Regions from separate parts of the Mus musculus genome. Here all the other regions are linked to region 4. Evidence: chromatin contacts called from public Hi-C and promoter capture Hi-C data. All regions are on one chromosome and are shown on one strand. The core of a region is the stretch at or near the end of the contact, and the rest is flanking DNA. Distances in the headings are between cores, read along the strand shown.

The links. Promoter capture Hi-C pulls out the DNA fragments that hold promoters and counts their contacts. Hi-C and Micro-C count contacts between places; a contact is called where the count stands out from the background.
Region 1: a Hi-C map of CD8 T cells shows a contact between it and region 4, with 5 times the contacts expected there. The contact joins the enhancer-like site here to the promoter of Rps3a1 in region 4. A contact is called at or near these places in 3 of 39 promoter capture datasets (the 3T3-L1 cell line, frontonasal cranial neural crest and hippocampal neurons), 1 of 484 Hi-C or Micro-C datasets (CD8 T cells) and 2 of 115 datasets of contacts at active chromatin or transcription factors (astrocytes and embryonic forebrain).
Region 2: a promoter capture Hi-C map of the HPC-7 cell line shows a contact between it and region 4. The contact joins the enhancer-like site here to the promoter of Rps3a1 in region 4. A contact is called at or near these places in 12 of 39 promoter capture datasets (the C10 cell line, the HPC-7 cell line, HPC-7-derived erythroid cells and 9 more), 4 of 484 Hi-C or Micro-C datasets (cortical neurons, neural progenitor cells, palatal mesenchyme and 1 more), 9 of 115 datasets of contacts at active chromatin or transcription factors (SST interneurons, VIP interneurons, astrocytes and 6 more) and 6 of 9 other capture datasets (adipose tissue, embryonic stem cells, embryonic tail and 3 more).
Region 3: a contact with region 4 is called in a promoter capture Hi-C map of hippocampal neurons, with 5 times the contacts expected there. The contact joins the enhancer-like site here to the promoter of Rps3a1 in region 4. A contact is called at or near these places in 5 of 39 promoter capture datasets (the 3T3-L1 cell line, HPC-7-derived erythroid cells, hippocampal neurons and 2 more) and 1 of 115 datasets of contacts at active chromatin or transcription factors (embryonic stem cells).

What each region holds. Positions count from the first base shown.
Region 1 is chr3:85,125,818-85,128,517 of GRCm38.p6, reverse strand. No RefSeq gene overlaps it. Among named protein-coding and RNA genes, the nearest start is that of Gm31096, 5.2 kb to the right of the region's middle. Within about 2 kb of position 1,292, at least 47 of the 459 cell types and tissues checked have an H3K27ac peak or open chromatin away from gene starts, as enhancers often do. A contact at or near this core is called in CD8 T cells, where this site is marked.
Region 2 is chr3:84,943,790-84,946,514 of GRCm38.p6, reverse strand. All of the region lies in intron 4 of Fbxw7 (F-box and WD-40 domain protein 7), which reads right to left. Among named protein-coding and RNA genes, the nearest start is that of Gm40080, 67 kb to the right of the region's middle. Within about 2 kb of position 1,369, at least 23 of the 459 cell types and tissues checked have an H3K27ac peak or open chromatin away from gene starts, as enhancers often do. A contact at or near this core is called in the HPC-7 cell line and hematopoietic stem and progenitor cells, where this site is marked.
Region 3 is chr3:85,014,426-85,017,125 of GRCm38.p6, reverse strand. No RefSeq gene overlaps it. Among named protein-coding and RNA genes, the nearest start is that of Gm30944, 7.1 kb to the left of the region's middle. Within about 2 kb of position 1,320, at least 31 of the 459 cell types and tissues checked have an H3K27ac peak or open chromatin away from gene starts, as enhancers often do. A contact at or near this core is called in hippocampal neurons, where this site is marked.
Region 4 is chr3:86,141,285-86,143,984 of GRCm38.p6, reverse strand. It overlaps Rps3a1 (ribosomal protein S3A1), which reads left to right and starts at 1,317. Exons shown (of 6, transcript NM_016959.4): 1 at 1,317-1,477; 2 at 2,184-2,287; 3 at 2,559-2,700. The coding sequence starts at 1,416.

The sequences.
Region 1 (2,700 bases), core at 43-2,542, 1.0 Mb after region 4:
TCAGGAAGCAAGACTCCCCAGCTCTCTCCAGCATCCTTCTTCCATTGATTGCTTCCACAGTGGACTCCATCCACAGAGTTCCAGCTGGTGACATGCCTTTTGTATCTAGCTTGTATTTCTTGGTGTTTCTGTAGCTTTGTGATTCAGCCTGTAGCATCTGAATGGAAGAGAGGTGTCAAATCCAAGTTAGCTTTAACCTTCCAACAAATCTCTTAGCCTGGGATCCAGCATCTTCTTCCTTCTCTTTCCTAGAGATGGAGTTGATGAACTGACAGGTCACAAAGCAGAACTGTCACCTACGCACACGTCTTTGGAGTATTTCGTGGGAAGGAAAGGGTGACTGTTTTAAGGTGTAATTAACACTCCCCCCTCCGGCCAAATGCACAGAACTTAGATATTTCCTTCACTAAGTTTTGACAGTTGTATTTTTGACAATTGGAAGAGAAGCAAGCACACCAAACGAGGAACATCCATGTTATACAAACCACTGCATTTAGGACCCTGTCTGTTACGATAACTTAACCTATAAATCTAGCTAGTGTGCCTCATACCTGCCTCTCTGCCTCCAGCCCTCTTAATCCACCAAGACCTTCCTCATCAGCCAGAGTAGGTGTTCTGCATTCCCGATGGAGGCCTAAGCCTTCCTCTAAAATCAACCCACCGGACACTTCATACATATGTCCCTTTTCTGTCCTAGTGAGAACTGTCTTTCTTTATGCAGGGGTGATGGCTTCTGACTTGTCTCACTCACAGGTTGTGGGTTTTTTGTAGGCCAAAGGAAGTGCCCTTGACACTGGGCATTTCTAGTTTCTCTTAGTCAGACATGAAAGGTAACTGAAATAACTGGCTGACTCTTTCAGCCATTACTCAGAAGTCACACCAAAATTTGTTACATCTCTTTCTTTTGTATAATTAATATTTTAAAGTATTGCTTAACAACTTCGCACAAGTATACAATGTATCTTGATCATATCTATCCTCAACTCCCTCTGGATTCCAGACACATATGCCTCTCCCACCTTTCCTGCCTGTATCACTGTCACTTCCTCCTGCCTCTTCCTCTTCCCCCTGCTGTTCCCCCTCCTCCTTCCCCTCCTCTCCTTTTTCCCCACTGAGGTCAACAGTACTACCTGCATAAGCGCAGGCAACCTACAAGCAGCCATATCATGAAGAAGACTCCTCCCGCTCCAGCAGCCAACAATGGCCCATAGCCTCTAGGTTAAGGACGGGGCCTCATGAGCCCCTCCCTACCCACATCTCTATCTATGCAGTTATTGGCTGGCTTGATCTTGTGGAAACTTCTTGGGTGCAGCTATGTTTGAAGTCTGTCTCTGTGTTACTGCAGTGAATGGTGCATACAAGGGCTTATGAATCTGAGGTGAAAAATCGCACTGCGGGGGGAAAAAACCGCTTTCTGTTTAATGTTGCTACAAAAGAACCGGAAGTGACCTGCCCAGGAAACCCTTAACTGAAAGTAATGGGTTTTGACTGAATGCCACACCTGCCGATTATGTCACCCTTTAAGATGAAAAGCTGGGTGGCTGTCATATGCTATGGACCTGACTTCCCATTGTGACTGTAATCTCTGGGTACACATCTCCAAGAGAAAGGGACCTGTTAAAATTTGCTGTGACTTGGCTGAAAATTTTTGGTTTACAAATAGAAGGGTGAAGGGTGGGACTGGGAAAGAGGAGGGAGGAGGGCTGCGATCAGGATGTAAAGTGAATAAATATATAAATAAATAAATGAAAAATTAGAAACACAAATAGAAGGTTGAGACAAATACACTAATATCTAAATAATGCTATCAGTTTGTTTTGCTAGAAGATAAAGGGACAGGAAGTCTACCCCATAGGTCTCCTAGAGTCTTAAAATCTCATAATTAGGACTTAGTAGAAAAAGAACTGATTACTGCAGAGACAGAATCACTCCTGATTTTAGCAACTGTCTAATCCTGCAGGGCTGCAGAGGGCCCTAGGGACGAGTGCATTCTGTCTTCCTGGGCCAGCCTAAGTCTCTCCTCGGGCTTCACCCCACAGCAGCCTCTGCTTTCCACCCTCCACCTGCCAGTCTACTGCTGCAAGCATTTGCTAAGAAAGGCTCCGTTCCGGTCCTTACATGATAGCCTTGGGCTGGAACCTATCTCAGCCTTGCTTCTCAGGCTCCCTTCCTGGACAGGAAGCTGCCTGAGGACTGATGGAGGGAAGTGGGGGACAGGAAGGGAAGGACAATCCTGCATGACTAGAGTTGTGCATTAGTATGGGCCCCGCTACCTTGAGCCTCCACCATGCAGCACCTGGGTGATGCGCCTAGGAAACTTCCGTTAGCCGGAAGTTTCCTATCATGCTGAGTTCCAGAGAAGGGAAGCAAAGGGTGGGGGGTGAGAAAGTAGGTGAGCATCCCCAGAACTGCCTGATTGCCTGCCAAGAGACTTACACATACCATTCTTGCTTTGCAAGAGAAAATAGATCATTGTAGTTGTTTGAGACAGGATCCATGTAGCCCAAGCTGCCCTTGAACTTGCTATATAGCCAAGGATGGCCTCAAGCTCCCAGTGATCCTTTGGCCACCTCCCTGATGCTGGAATTGCAGGCTTGTGTCACCATAGTCAGCTTATGAGGAGCTGGGGATTGCACTCAGAACTTTGGGAAAAGTAGGCAGGCAGCGACCCAGCCACACCCCTGGTCTCAGAAAAAAAAA
Region 2 (2,725 bases), core at 120-2,619, 1.2 Mb after region 4:
AACAGTCCAGAGAAATTTCCCAACCATTATTAAAATGTTATACTCCTCAATGTATCTCAGGGAAGCAGAGGGGGAACATGACTAATTGATTTCCACTAACAGGACCCTTACTATTCATAAACTCAGTTTGTTTTGAATTTTTTCATCCTGTTCTACCATCAGCCCTTAACCCCATGCCTCTCTCCCGTTTACACCTCCAAACCTTTCTTTCTAAAACACGTACCACACTACTGTTCATTACATATCAAACTGGAGGAGGACTACTTTGAAGTTCAATAATGGCCCCTTTAGGAAGAGAGAAGAAAAACCTAAATATAAAAATGTTAATGGTGGCAGTCTAAATTGCTCTGTAAGCTTTCCCCTTCTTTCCTCACCTGTCAATAAATAAACAAGCTTGATGCATTTTGAGCACTCATTTGTGTATGCCTGAGCAGTGTACTAGGAAACAAACACAGGAAGCTCCTATCAGCGCTAAGACACAGAGCGGGGTGCTATGAAACAAGTGAGCAGTTACAAGGATAGAGGAATCTGGAATGGTAGCACCTAGGAGACAACTTTTCAGCCCAGGTTCAGGTTCAGCAAGGATAGGACAAGTTTGTCTAGGCTGAAGCAATGGTAAAAGGTCAAGATCAGAACACTAAGGATCTTGCAGACCACTATCAAGAGTTTGAAAGTTGTGAATCATTAAAAGGCTTCTAAAATGGAATGATTAACACAATTTCCCTGTATACTGTCTGCCCATATTCTTCCGTGTATTCTCAGCATTGTAAAGTTGAAGATCATTCACAAAGCAATCATTACTTTTTGAAATAAGAGATACAATTAGGTCTCTGCTATGCAAGCATTGGCCTGAGATTGGATCACCAACACCTACATAGGAGTCAGGCAAAGTAGACTGTGCCTATCTGTAACTCTAGTGTTGGGGGAAGAGGGTGAAGAGAGGAAGACCCCAGGGCTTGCTGCCCAGAGTGCCTAGCCAAATCAGCATCAGACTAAGTGAGAGACTGAGTCTCAAAATTTAAGATGGAAAGCTATAAGGCACTATGCCCAATGTTGACTTCTGGCCTCTATTCATCTGCAGGCACATGTGCACATACCCACATGAAGAGACATGGTAAAAAGTATAAACAGTATTTGCCTTGTTTTCAACATATATATTATTTACCCCTTCATCCTGTCATGATTTACCACACCCTGAAACCAGCTCTCAATCAACCCCCTATTTCAAAGACCACTAAACTTGGACCAAGAAGAGAACTGAAGAGCAGGTAACCCCCAATCCCTAAATGCTGTGCACCACTTGTAAAGCACCATTTGAGGTTCTGCTAACTCACTTCCGGTCCACCATTACAGCCCTTATCTCACTGCTCTTCTGTTTTCTACATTCTCATCTGACTTCTGCATTTGATAATTTACTTTTTAAAAGAGCGACTGGGCTCAGATGACCAATGACTATTATGGTATTGCCAGTATTTGTTTTAGCAAATGTCTACTACAATAAAAGATGCACTTAGTTTCAGTTATTGGAGCTGAAAGGACATTTCATCGTGAACTATTCTCTGTGACCATAAAAGAACACAGAGCATAACTGCAGAGCCTCCAAGTTAAAGGAGACCTTCAACAAAAGTGCACTTGCTCTGGCCTGGTTGACATGGAGTCATCAGATCAGCCCTAGAACTCTCTGACTTGCTATGTGTTGCTCAACTGACTTTGACAACTGTATTCAGGTGACAATATTTGGATGGTAGATACATAAAGTCAGATTCAAACACTAAACTTTTAGAAACTGGCATTTCTTTTTCACCAATTCAGTAATTATATAAAATTTAAAATAACAAATAATTTTATTCAATTTCCTTTTTTTTTTTTTGAGACAGAGTCACACTACACAGCCCTAACTGACCTGTTAAAAATATTTTTGAAACTCTAATCATTATAATGACTGGGAATATAAACTTACTTCGCTTGAATACCTACTCTGCATTGGTTGTACGCTAATAAACAAAACACCACACTCTTTATGAATGTACATCAGAGTTCTTACTTGCTCTTTTAAGTATTCAAGCATCTAATGTAATGTCCAAGTGAGCACGGAAGAACCCAGTGATCACCCCATTATGTTTAAAAAGAAAGGTGCTAAATAGTCATATCAAAAGCACCACTTTACATTTAAAGCAGTTACTGAGTGTGTATAATTTAACAAATTGCAAGAATTATGAGCAGCATAATGTTTACAAGATCCCCTGCTTATTCAGGAGATTTTAGAATCTCCTCAATTTGAATACAAAAGCATATTGCTGGAAACAGACATGCCATTAGTAGAGTTACACATAATCTTTTGTTATAGTCCTTTTGTTTATTCACTTTAAAACAAATAAGACATGCTCTAAAGATATCTAACAGTAAGACCTTGGGGACCCCAAATGTCTAAAAATTAACTTTAAATGTTGTTTAGATACCTAACTTCAAAGGATTATTTTTCTGCACTGGTATTGACTTTTCCACACGAAGGCGTAGAACGGAAGGGCAGACTAGGGGCAGATGCTGTGGAGGAGCTGAGACCTGCTCTGGATCTGGACAAGAAGGACGCTAGAACATTTTAAAACTAAATTCTAAATTTTCACAAATTTAAGTTTGCAAGTCACTACGTGTGAATTTTACAAGAAGAATAATCACATATTAGATGTAGCTAAAATTCAAACTTAAAACTATCAAAAAGATAATT
Region 3 (2,700 bases), core at 71-2,570, 1.1 Mb after region 4:
TGAGATAAAACATGCCTTCCTGGACGTCACCATCAGCACTAATAGATGAAGAAGTCAAGCCTGGGGACACTGTATGTCACCTGGTTCCAGCCATGCCTGAAACTTCTCCACTTTTAGCTTTTCCAACTAAATGAGCTAATAATTCAAACATTTTCTTTTTATTCTTGCTTAAATTATTTTTTTTAAAATGGATTTCCTATTCCTTGTTTCTAAGAGTCAAATGCTAACTACCCAAGCAGGGAATTCCTCTAGTCAGAGTACTGAAAAGAGGGTGTTTGTTCTCCTCCGAGTGTGTAAATGAAGGCAGGTACACACCAACCAACACAAACGTGCACACACATGTACATGTGAGAGTGACGTGCATGTATTTTCTCTGCTTGTACCTGGGCCCTGTTTCTAAATGCTCTACTTTCAAAAAATTCAGGTAGACAGCACCAGAAAGTGGGAAGAAGTCTCTCTTCCGCACCCTTTCTGTTGGCTAGTCCCCACCCCCCATGTTTGCAAAGGAAGTTATAGATCTTGAAAAAAAATTAAAGTGTGCAGAGGGACTCTTCATAGCTGAATGCTTATGACTGTAAGACTGATTTTCCTTGGCAAAATTTGAAACCACGAACAACAAAGACTATAGGGGAAGTCACAAAACAAACAACATTCTCCAGGGTTCTTGGGGGCCGGCGGGTGGGGGTGCGGGGTGGGGGGGCGCTTCCAAACAGGGCCAAACATTGGCACAGCTAATGCAGGTAAGTGCTGACACACAGGTACATTTTCCTCACCGAGAGGAGAAGGGAGGAAAAATCAATAAAATATGCAAATAAGGCATCAAACCTCAGAGCATGGAAATGTGGGTATTTTAATTTCCCCTGATACAGACAAATGCAGCCATGAGAAGTTTCTTCGGGAGTTTTTGTCATCTGCCATTTGTAGAGGGAGAGGGGGAGTTAGGAAGCAGTGAGCAGAGGAGAGAATTACCCAGAAGCCAGCAAGACCCTTTGCCCACAATGCAGTAGGCGCAGTCATCCCCAAAGGGCCTAACTCCTCCCAGAAGCCACTTCAAAATCACCTCCATGAGGATGAAATTGTCAAACCACACCTCGTTCTTTGGCAGCCAATGCTGCTTGGAGAGAGGCGGAAAGAAGCGCTTGCAGTACTGGAAGCTTCCTTGTGGCCTGTTTGGAAGATGTCTCTTTCTGTGGGAGAACACAGTTGTGCTTCTGAGCCCTGCTTCTGACAGGCTGCTGCTTTGGGGGGCCTGCCTGTGCTACGGCAGGGCAGAACGGCAGCCTTGGAATCCCAGCAGTTCTGGCTGACTTCACCACTGACAGCTTGTCGTCGCTATGGAGGCGGCTGAGCCTTGGTTTCCTTATATATGAGCTGTAATAGAAACACCTGCTCTAAAGCTTGGTGGTGGTGCACAGTAAAACTAGCGAAAAGGCCAGGCATGGTGCTGCATACCCTCAGCCCCAGCATTGTGGAAACAGAGAGAGCTGGGTCTCTTTGAGTTAAAGTCCAGCCCTGCTCTGTAGAGCCATTCTAGGCCACCCAGGGCTGCATAGTGAGACTGTCTTTAAAAACACAAAACAAAACAAACAACAACAAAAATAAAACCTCTAAAAGCTAAAAGGATCCACTAGTGGAGGCATAATTCTGTAATTCTATGGTCAGAAAGCTGAGGCAGGAGAATTATGATTTCAAGGTCAGTTTTGTGGCTGTCTAGTAAAATCCTGTGAAGAAAGTAAAGGTAGGGAGAGAGGAAGAGAGGGAGGGAGGGACCGAAGGAGGAAGAGTGGGAGGGAGGAAAGGAGGGAAGGAGGGAAGGAGGGAAGGAAGGAGAGAGAACATAGACTCATGATCCCTTCACAAACACAAATAAGCTATGGACTTCACTGTGTACCCTTAAGTTTGTGCCTAGAAATCACACAATCTCTCTCCTCTCTCTCTCTCTCTCTCTCTCTCTCTCTCTCTCTCTTTCTCTCTCAAGCAATCGAGATTAGAGCAAAAACATAATGGATAGACTTCTACACTTTGGGACTCAGCCACTGAAAAGGAGCAGGAAGGGACTAACTTTGGAATAGGGACCACAAAAGATGAGTCTCTCCTAGCACTGGAAGGACAAGAGGAACTTCCTGACAGTTACCTGATGCTCCTGGGTGAGGGCAGCTGTAGAGCAGGTCTTACCTGGGCCAGAACCAGCAGCTGGCCCCTTGCTGGTGGGAGCCACCCTGCCTGCCTCTGAGCAGAGGCAGGGTGATCGTCAGGCAGGGTCAGGGAAAGCCTCCCTCCCTGTGCCTGGCAAGAGACAAATGTCAAGAACAAACTATTATCTGAAGAAATCTGGATTCCAGGAGCGTTGAAGAAAGGTAGACTTTACAAGGCAACAGAGAAAATAGACACATAAAAACCGACCACGACCTGTCAACAGATTACGCTGTATTCTCTCTGCTTTCAAGGTTAGGGACACCCCTCTTTCCTTCATTACCACCTCAACAGCACAGTGCTCTGGATCTACAGAAACAGACCTTGCAGAAATGAGACCTTTAAAGCTGTTTCCAACTTGGGGGATTTCGGTGCGGGTGGCTCTGGTGTGATGATCTGCATTAAACAGAGAGCTAGGGCATCTATGCCCGGTGCCCAGGCTAGGAAAATGTTGGTTCACACTAAAGGGCAAGCCAGGAGGCTGGCAGAATTCCCAGATCCACTGAG
Region 4 (2,700 bases), core at 68-2,567:
TTTGGGGATGTGGAGGGGTGGAGATAGAGGTAGAGAAATGGCTTAGTGGTTAAGAGTAGTAGTGACTGCTCTTCTAGAGGACCCAGGTTCAATTCCCAGGACCCACATGATAGCTCACAACTGTCTGTAACTCCAGTTCCAGGGGATCTGGGACTTTCACACAGACAAACATGCAGGCAAACCATATAAAATAAAAATAAAGACATCACTTTTAAAAGTGGGGAAGGGGTGGTTTGCATTAAGAAAATTGGTGGGCAGTTAGGTACAACAATTGATCACGACTGTGCCTTTTTGGGGTGCTAGAGATGGAATCCGTTGTCTCAGGCATGCTGAGGCTTTTCCAGGACACCACTCTAGTCCCCACTCCACTAAAAACCCAAACACTCCTCCTATCCCAGAAAAAACAAAACCAACCAACCAAAAACCCAGGGCTGTCGAGATGGCTCAGCTGGTAAAGGCACCTGCAGAGACCTCTCAGGCAGTGAGGAGGCAGGGCACATTGTATGGCAGCGCTGCGGGCCAGTGTGCGCAGGATGGCAGCCTCTCCCTGAGCCTTATACCCACATAGTGGAAGAAGAGAACCAACTCTTGAGAATAGGTCTCTGACCTCCACACAGAGACCTGTGAGGCACAGGACCACACACATAGTCATACAAAAAAAAAATGTGATTACAAATGTGTAAGAGTTACATATGTATATATGTGTGTGTGTGTATATATATATTCTCTCCTCTCCCCTTCCCAGTCTGTCTTGCTAGGTAGTTCAGGCTAGTACTCACCATATACTCCAGGCTCTCCTCCAACTTGCTGTCCTCCTGCCTCCAGAGCTCTGGGATTGCACACACGGCTAAGCCTCTTTTTTCATGAAAGTTCACAACACAGCCAAGCCCAAGAGTAGTCAGCACGTGAACAGCGTGCCCGAAGTCATGCTTATTGAATTACACTAATGTTTTGAAATAGATCACATGAATATTCCCGTTTTACACCCGAGGGAACTGATGGCTAAAGAGGTCAGAAGGCTAAGTACTGTTGGAATCACCATTTGAACATGGATTTGCTATCTCTGATTCAAAGCCCATGGTCTAGGGAAGAAACGTACTCTCAAAATTAGAAACAGAGAGTTCCCACCCTCGGGGCAACGGAAACCACAAGAAACCTGAAGTGGGTTGAGCATCTCTGACAATCTGCAGGCTCCCATGCACAGCCTAGCCAGCCCGCGGCCCGCTGCGCGACCTCCCGACACACGAGGGCGCTGTCGCAGCACGGCGGGAAACGAGCCGCCAGCTAGTGTCGCGAGATTCTTAAAGCCGGAAGGGCGAAAGAGCAAGGGTCACGTAGACGGCGCTCCCCGCCCGGCTCGCGTTAAGTTCTCGCGCGAGTTGTACTTCCGCCCTTTTGGCTCTCCGGTCGGCACCATGGCGGTCGGCAAGAACAAGCGCCTGACGAAAGGTGGCAAGAAGGGAGCTAAGAAGAAAGTGTGAGTGGCGGATCGCGCGGGTCCCCGGCCGTTGGGCTCCGCAGGAGTTGGTGGGCGGGTTCTGGGGTGCGGCGTGGGGCGGATGGTGAGGATGCGGGGTGGATTGCGCGGCGGTGCTGCGCTGCGCGGCTGGCGGGTGCGTCCCGGGCGGCCGCCTCTCCGCCACCCGGCCGGGTGTCGCGCGCCGCGTGTGATCTCCGCCCTGCGTCTCTAGCAGTCGCTCGCGTGTCGCGCGCGAACTGTGGGCTCCTGGGTTGCTGGAAGTCCGTGGCACTTTTTAACACCGCTCTACGTCAGTCACTCTGGCTGTCCATGTCGGGACCCCATGTCAACTTGTGTGCTGGGCTCTCGTGGGACCGACCTGGAGACCCGGGACACTTGTTTAGCAGCAGTTTGTGCTGTTGCGGACCAGTCACTGTCACAGGTCCCTGAGGTTCCAGGGCAGTGTGTATATAGTACTGCCTGTGTGATGGAGGAGTGGGGAAGGCATGGCTTCGAACTTACTGCTTTGTGCACTGGCAGACCAGCCGGCCTCGCAGACGTTCACCCCACGGGGAGGACGTCCGTCGTGTTAAGTGCAGGCCGATTGCAAGATCGTGCCTGGGAAACTGTTAACAGAAGTCTGAAGGATAAGAAGCGTTTAAAAGTGGTCGGGAGTGTTGTTACAATTTACAGAGAAACTTGAGGTTATTTTTCTCCCATCCAGGGTCGATCCATTTTCTAAGAAAGACTGGTACGATGTGAAAGCTCCAGCCATGTTCAATATTAGGAACATCGGGAAGACACTAGTCACGAGGACTCAAGGAACCAGTGAGTACTGTGGGCCCCTTTTGCTTTGTTCCTAAGCTGTGGCATGTGCATATTAACCGGCGCCTTGGTCAACTCTGATGGGGCGCTGGATTGAAATGTCAGCCCAGTGGTTGGAGGGCCTGGCATTGGGAGTGCTTGGTCTTAGTACAGATGTGGCAGCAATGAAGTGTTTGTACAGCTGTCCAAGAGAACGTTTAGGTGTTGGCAGTAAGCCACTGGTGTGAAGGTGGGTTTGGTTAACAAGTTAACAGGGTTTGTGGTTCTTTTTTAGAAATTGCCTCTGATGGCCTCAAGGGTCGTGTGTTTGAAGTGAGCCTTGCTGATCTACAGAATGATGAAGTTGCGTTTAGAAAATTCAAGCTAATCACTGAGGACGTTCAGGGCAAAAACTGTCTGACTAACTTCCATGGTAT